Linked DNA regions of Sus scrofa: region 1 is linked to region 2. A link is a contact called in public Hi-C data. All regions are on one chromosome and are shown on one strand. Each heading gives the region's core, a stretch centred on a gene start, on an enhancer-like site or on the middle of the called end of the contact. The rest is flanking DNA. Distances are from core to core; before and after follow the strand shown. Region 1 has its middle 32 kb from the start of PMP2. Region 2 has its middle 15 kb from the start of FABP4.

Region 1 (2,700 bases), core at 195-2,694, 86 kb after region 2:
ATAATAAATAATTTCATATCTCTCTTTATATTATTTTCCCATTTAACCTCAGTTAAAAAGTATAATAATCATGAAATGCTGTTATATTAGAATATTAAGTGGTACACCACTAGGGAAAAGATGGGAGGTGATATGAGTAACTCTATTAAGGACTTTGCCAACATCCTCTACTTCACCCTTTAAGAAAACTATACCAGGCTCTTTAAATAACCATCAAACCAACACAAATACACAGATCTGGGAGAAGTTAAGAGGCTAGGAATTCTATGATTCATTTATGTTTTAGTGCAAAGTATTAGAAAAGCAACAATTTAAACTAAGATAGGAATTCCTGTCATGGCTCAGCAGTAACGAACCCAACTTGGGTCCATGATGATATGGGTTCCATCCCTGACCTTGCTCAGTGGGTTAAGGATCTGGCATTGCCATGAGCCGGGGTATACGTCACATACGTGGCTCGGATTCTACATTGCTGTGGCTGTTGTGTAGGCTGGCAGCTGTAGCTCTGATTTGATCCCTAGCCTGGGAACTTCCTTATGCCACAGGTACAGCCCTAAAAAGCAAAAACAAACAAACAAACAAACAATCAAAGATAAAAGGAGTGGACATTTTTATTTCATCAAGACTCCTTCTGGAGATCTCTTGTGGCCCAGTGGTTAAGGATTCAGCTTTATCACTGCAGTGGCTTGGGCTACTGCTGTGGCAAGGGTTCAAACCCTGACCTGGGAACTATGTCATGCTGAGGGAGTACCCCCCCAAAAAAAGACTCCTTCCTTTAAATCACACTATTCAGACCCCACCCTTCATACCTCTTAGAGAAGTAAACTTCCAGTGGGAGATCAGCTCCCACTCCCCTAAATGCCTGAAACTGCAAATTATAGCAATATGTAGCTTTGTATACAACACAAAAGTCAAATGACTGCAAATTGCAATGACTCAAACTAAGTATGATTGTACATTGTACTGTCTGTTTCATGCAATGTTGCACCAGATGACATTATTAAAACTGTGTTCATTATAACTTCCTCCTTTACAGTCCTTTTCCCCTCAGAGCAGAGTTACTCACTCAAAGCTTTAAATCTTCTCTGATAGTTCGTAGAATTTCTTGGGCCATGGTGGCATTTGAGAAGCCGATGAAAAATATAAATTCTTTCCAGCAGAAAGGGCATGATAAAATTCTCAATACCATTTTATTGCATTCAGGGGCTTCACTGGTACAGCTGGTCCCACAAGATTATGTCCATCTGAAGGAATTTCATGCCTTGGCTCCATTTTAGAAACATAGTTAAGGCCTAGTAAGAAGGCAAATAAATGCTTCTGCTTCTATTTTTCTTTGTATTCTTTTTCAGTAACTGAACCATTTGAACAGAACAGCAGGGTGGAGTCCATACCTGATAATGGGCAGGAAGAAAGCTGTCATTTCTGGAATTTTTCCATGACCTGGGGGGAACTAACATAGAACCAATGAGTTGTCTCTTGGCCAACTTTTATCTGAACAGAACCTCGAGCTCAGACATGCTCTTTCAGGAGATAAAGTAATGCTGTATAATTCCATCCTGATAATTTCCAGACTTTATTCCCAGGAGAAAAAGTTGATGAGATATTTCTCCCTTTAAGACTCGAGTAATATAGAATTGTAAAATGTACACTCACTAGAGGGTAATGGAGGAGCAGGAACTATGTAAAACCATTCTGGTAGCACTGAAATACCCCACCCACTTCCCTCTGGAACGACTGTTCCCTTCCCAGGCATGTACTGTGATTCACCTTTTGACCCAGGCTTACACCCTACTTCAGGGCTTGATCCTAACATGTATTCTTTTGTGATAAACTGATAAGAGAAGAAGGGTCCTTAGAGAGACTATGTATCTATCTAATTTGTTAACACTCATACTGGGGATTTACAATTGGTGGGGAGGGACTTGGGGGAAGATGAGACTTCTGGCATTTTAAAATCCATGAGGCAGCTCCACACTTGAGGTAACCTCTTGCTCCTGCCAACTGTGGATGGAGTATCTCAATTCATAGACAGAAAGGGCTATATCTGTTGAGTGGATGCTTTCCATGCCACTGGCAAGAATACATCTAGAAAATATGGAGGAAGTTTGGAACGCTTTTGCTTTTCCTTTTGAGGCAGAATAATAATTCAGGTAGTTAGTGCAGCAACATGGGCTTTGATATATTCTTTGATATGGTCATTGATTAACGTCTGTGACTTTTAAGAGTTCCAGGAAGTAGCATCCCCACAGGCCTCCAGAAGGATGTTAATCTCGAACCCACTCCTCAACTGATAGAAAAGGAATGAGGGGAATGGCAACTCCCAGTCTGGGGAAGAGAAGAACAAAGGAACCATAAGACTTATGGGATATATCTACCCTAAGACTCCTATAGGACAGGGACTGATGTAGGTAAACTGGTCAAGGCCAATGGGAAAAAGAACTGATAATCTGGACCCCATGTTGGTACTCCTATCTTTAAGAGATAAAAATCTCATAGAACAATAGAGAGGGAGACTCTTCCTCCCCCCTCCCAGCGTCTGTGCTGGGAGCTATTTGCTTTCCTGTGATAAAGACCTTTGCTTACTTGCTGCCTGTGCGTTGGTGAAGTTCATTCTTCGGCTCCATGAACAAGAACCTGGATTCCAATAACATCTTTCCAGTGACACTTTCATTTTGAAAAAAATAGATCCATGTTGTCTTC
Region 2 (2,700 bases), core at 138-2,637:
GGAAAAGAACATGAAAAAGATACTTTGATATACAGCAGAAATTAACCCAACACTGTAAACCCACTATAGGTCAATAAAATAAATTATTAAAAGAGCACAGGCTAAAACAGATTCTCATCCCCTACCTCCTGATTTATTTTAACAATTCCTCACTAGTCTTCTTCCTTCTGGGGTCCCCCTGGCTTGCCTGTCTCCCCTTTCCAATTTGATTCCAGTCTCAACTCCCATAGTATTGCCAGAGTGAATTTTGTAAAAGATAAACTGTGTTTCTCAGTGGCTTAAAAATCTTCAAATCTCTGTAGCTTAAAATCCAGACTCTTCTGCAAAGGATCTAATGCTATTTGTCACGTAGCCCCTTTGTATATTTCTACCCTCTCATTCCATCTTGATTAACAAAGTATGAAGAAACTCCTTTACCTGCAATATACTTCTCGTGACTATTTGGTGGACTCTTCAACTTTCAACCTTAAGCTAGAACATGGTTCAACCTGTCAAGGCTTTTGTGACCTTTCCAAGTAAAATTATTATTCTGTCTGAATCCGTACCTACCTGAACCCAGGCACCTATTACTCTATATTACATTTATGTATTTTAAAGTCTAATCTCTCTAACAGACTTAACCATGTTTTCATGTTATGATTATTAACATTAATAAAACTAATACTAGCAGCTGGTAGAAGATAGATATTAAAAGAAAATACATAGGTAAAGAAATAAATACACAGAAAAAAAAAATCGTCTTCAAACTCAATCAGGGGAGGGAGGGTGGGAATTGTGCATAGTTATGATGACCTGTTTGGGCCTTGGTCACTCATACTGCTCCTTGTGGTTGAGATCACTTCATTCTTTCCTGGAGTTTCAACTTTTCTGTCTTCAGAAAGCACACGCCCCATCTTGGTCCTCACTGGGAGACAGCATTGTCTTAGCCACTAATCTCCCAGCCCAGGATCCAGAGCATCAGTGTCTAGATTCTAGAAACTGGGCTTCCTCCTTGTTTCTGGGACCCAGTGCCTACTCTTAGACTGCTTTGATGAACTTACTCCAGTGGCTGGGTCTTGTTATTATTTTTTTGTTTTGTTTTGTTTTGTTTGTTTTTTTTTGTATTTTTAGGGGCACACCCACGGCATATGGAGGTTCCAATCGGAGCTGTGGCCGCCGGCCTACGCCAGAGCCACAGCAACACCAGATCCCAGCCATGTCCGTGACCTACACCATAGCTCATGGCAACACTGGATCCTTAACCCACTGAGCAAGGCCAGGGATTGAACCCGCAACCTCATGGTTCCTAGTCAGATTTGTTTCCTCTGCACCACGATGGGAACTCCTGGGTCTTGTTATTGTTAATCAGCCTCCTGGTTGAGTCCCAAGCAATGCCCTGCCATTGTGATCCTGCTACCTGCCTGGAAGCCCCACCTGACAGTGCCTGCTCACCTAAATCTCTGAATGTGCTTGGCTGATGCAGTAAAAATATCCCAGATGGCACATCAGCTTTGTTTGGAGATGGCATCTGCTTAGGTAGATGGCAGTCCATAATCAACAGCCAAGAAGTATCTAGTTTTTCCAGGAGCTAGACACATAGGTAAATTGCATAGAGATATGATGGAGACCCTAATCCTTGCATTCTTAAAGCCTTTAAGGCCTACACCAAGATCCACAATCCTAGGAATGAGGTGTTTTTTTATGTTCTACTGTCCTGGTTGCTGCGGAAGCTCGGGCAGAGGATTCAAGAGACAAGACCATCAAGAAAACCTAAGGAGATTCCTCGATGTGTTCAATACAGATTATTATAACTTCTAGCATGATGTACATTGGACTAAAATTTAGTGTAAATAGAATAACACTGGGAAAATAAAATTTCAGTATGGAAAAGAGCATACATATAAAACTAAAAGAAATCCATTGTGATGCTCATTGAATTTTTGTCTGTGTGAATTAGGACAAGCCATACAACATATTGGGGATCTATTTTCTTAACTGTAAAATAAATAGAATTCACTCCAATTCAGCGACAGCAGCATAATTCTATGATTTTCTAATTATTTTCTTGATCCTATTGTAAAATAGTAGTAATTATAGGAATCTAGGAGGAAAGTTAAGAGCAGTAAAAATTTTAAGAATGGACTATCTTAAAATTTTAAAGAATATCTTATATTCCATAAAGGGTAAAAGGATTTTTTTGTAAAAATTAACTTTAAAACATTAAAAAGTAGAGCCTATACATTAGGTGTAAAATTATTATATGCCTTCTTTTATATATTTAGTTTTTCTTTTTTCATTTGCAGTTCCAGATAATGTTATTAGGCAAGTATCCACCAATTAGAAGGAATAATGTACTTTTGAGGATCTATGTTCACTAAGATCTTATGTTCCAGATATTTTTGCATCTATGAAATAGTTAGGTTGCACTTTGGACTACTCTTCTGTGATTTTTAAAAATAGAATGTTGTTTTTGAATAAAGACAATATATGTCTCATAATTTAAAAAAAACATGAATATTGGGAACTGAGAATGTGTCATTGATTAAAAATAGTCCATGTTCTGTAGCCCTGAGAAACTTAGAAGTGTGTCAAAGGACAAGGGGTAAAAAGCCATCCAGAAAAAAAGTGAGGACAATGTCCCTGGGCGTGATTCGAAAGGAAGCAAGAATGACATTTGTGGAATTTGGCAAGATAACTAGGGAAAAGAGCAAGAGCTGGAAT

What was found. A called contact is a pair of places that touch in the nucleus more often than the background predicts.
Region 1: a Hi-C map of retroperitoneal adipose tissue shows a contact between it and region 2, with 1.6 times the contacts expected there. The contact joins two enhancer-like sites. A contact is called at or near these places in 5 of 47 Hi-C or Micro-C datasets (omental adipose tissue, psoas muscle, retroperitoneal adipose tissue and 2 more) and 2 of 2 datasets of contacts at active chromatin or transcription factors (alveolar macrophages and skeletal muscle).

Annotation. Positions count from the first base shown.
Region 1 is chr4:55,166,542-55,169,241 of Sscrofa11.1, forward strand. No RefSeq gene overlaps it. Among named protein-coding and RNA genes, the nearest start is that of PMP2, 32 kb to the left of the region's middle. Within about 2 kb of position 1,445, at least 12 of the 83 cell types and tissues checked have an H3K27ac peak or open chromatin away from gene starts, as enhancers often do. A contact at or near this core is called in retroperitoneal adipose tissue, where this site is marked.
Region 2 is chr4:55,080,459-55,083,158 of Sscrofa11.1, forward strand. No RefSeq gene overlaps it. Among named protein-coding and RNA genes, the nearest start is that of FABP4, 15 kb to the right of the region's middle. Within about 2 kb of position 1,388, at least 1 of the 83 cell types and tissues checked has an H3K27ac peak or open chromatin away from gene starts, as enhancers often do. A contact at or near this core is called in retroperitoneal adipose tissue, where this site is marked.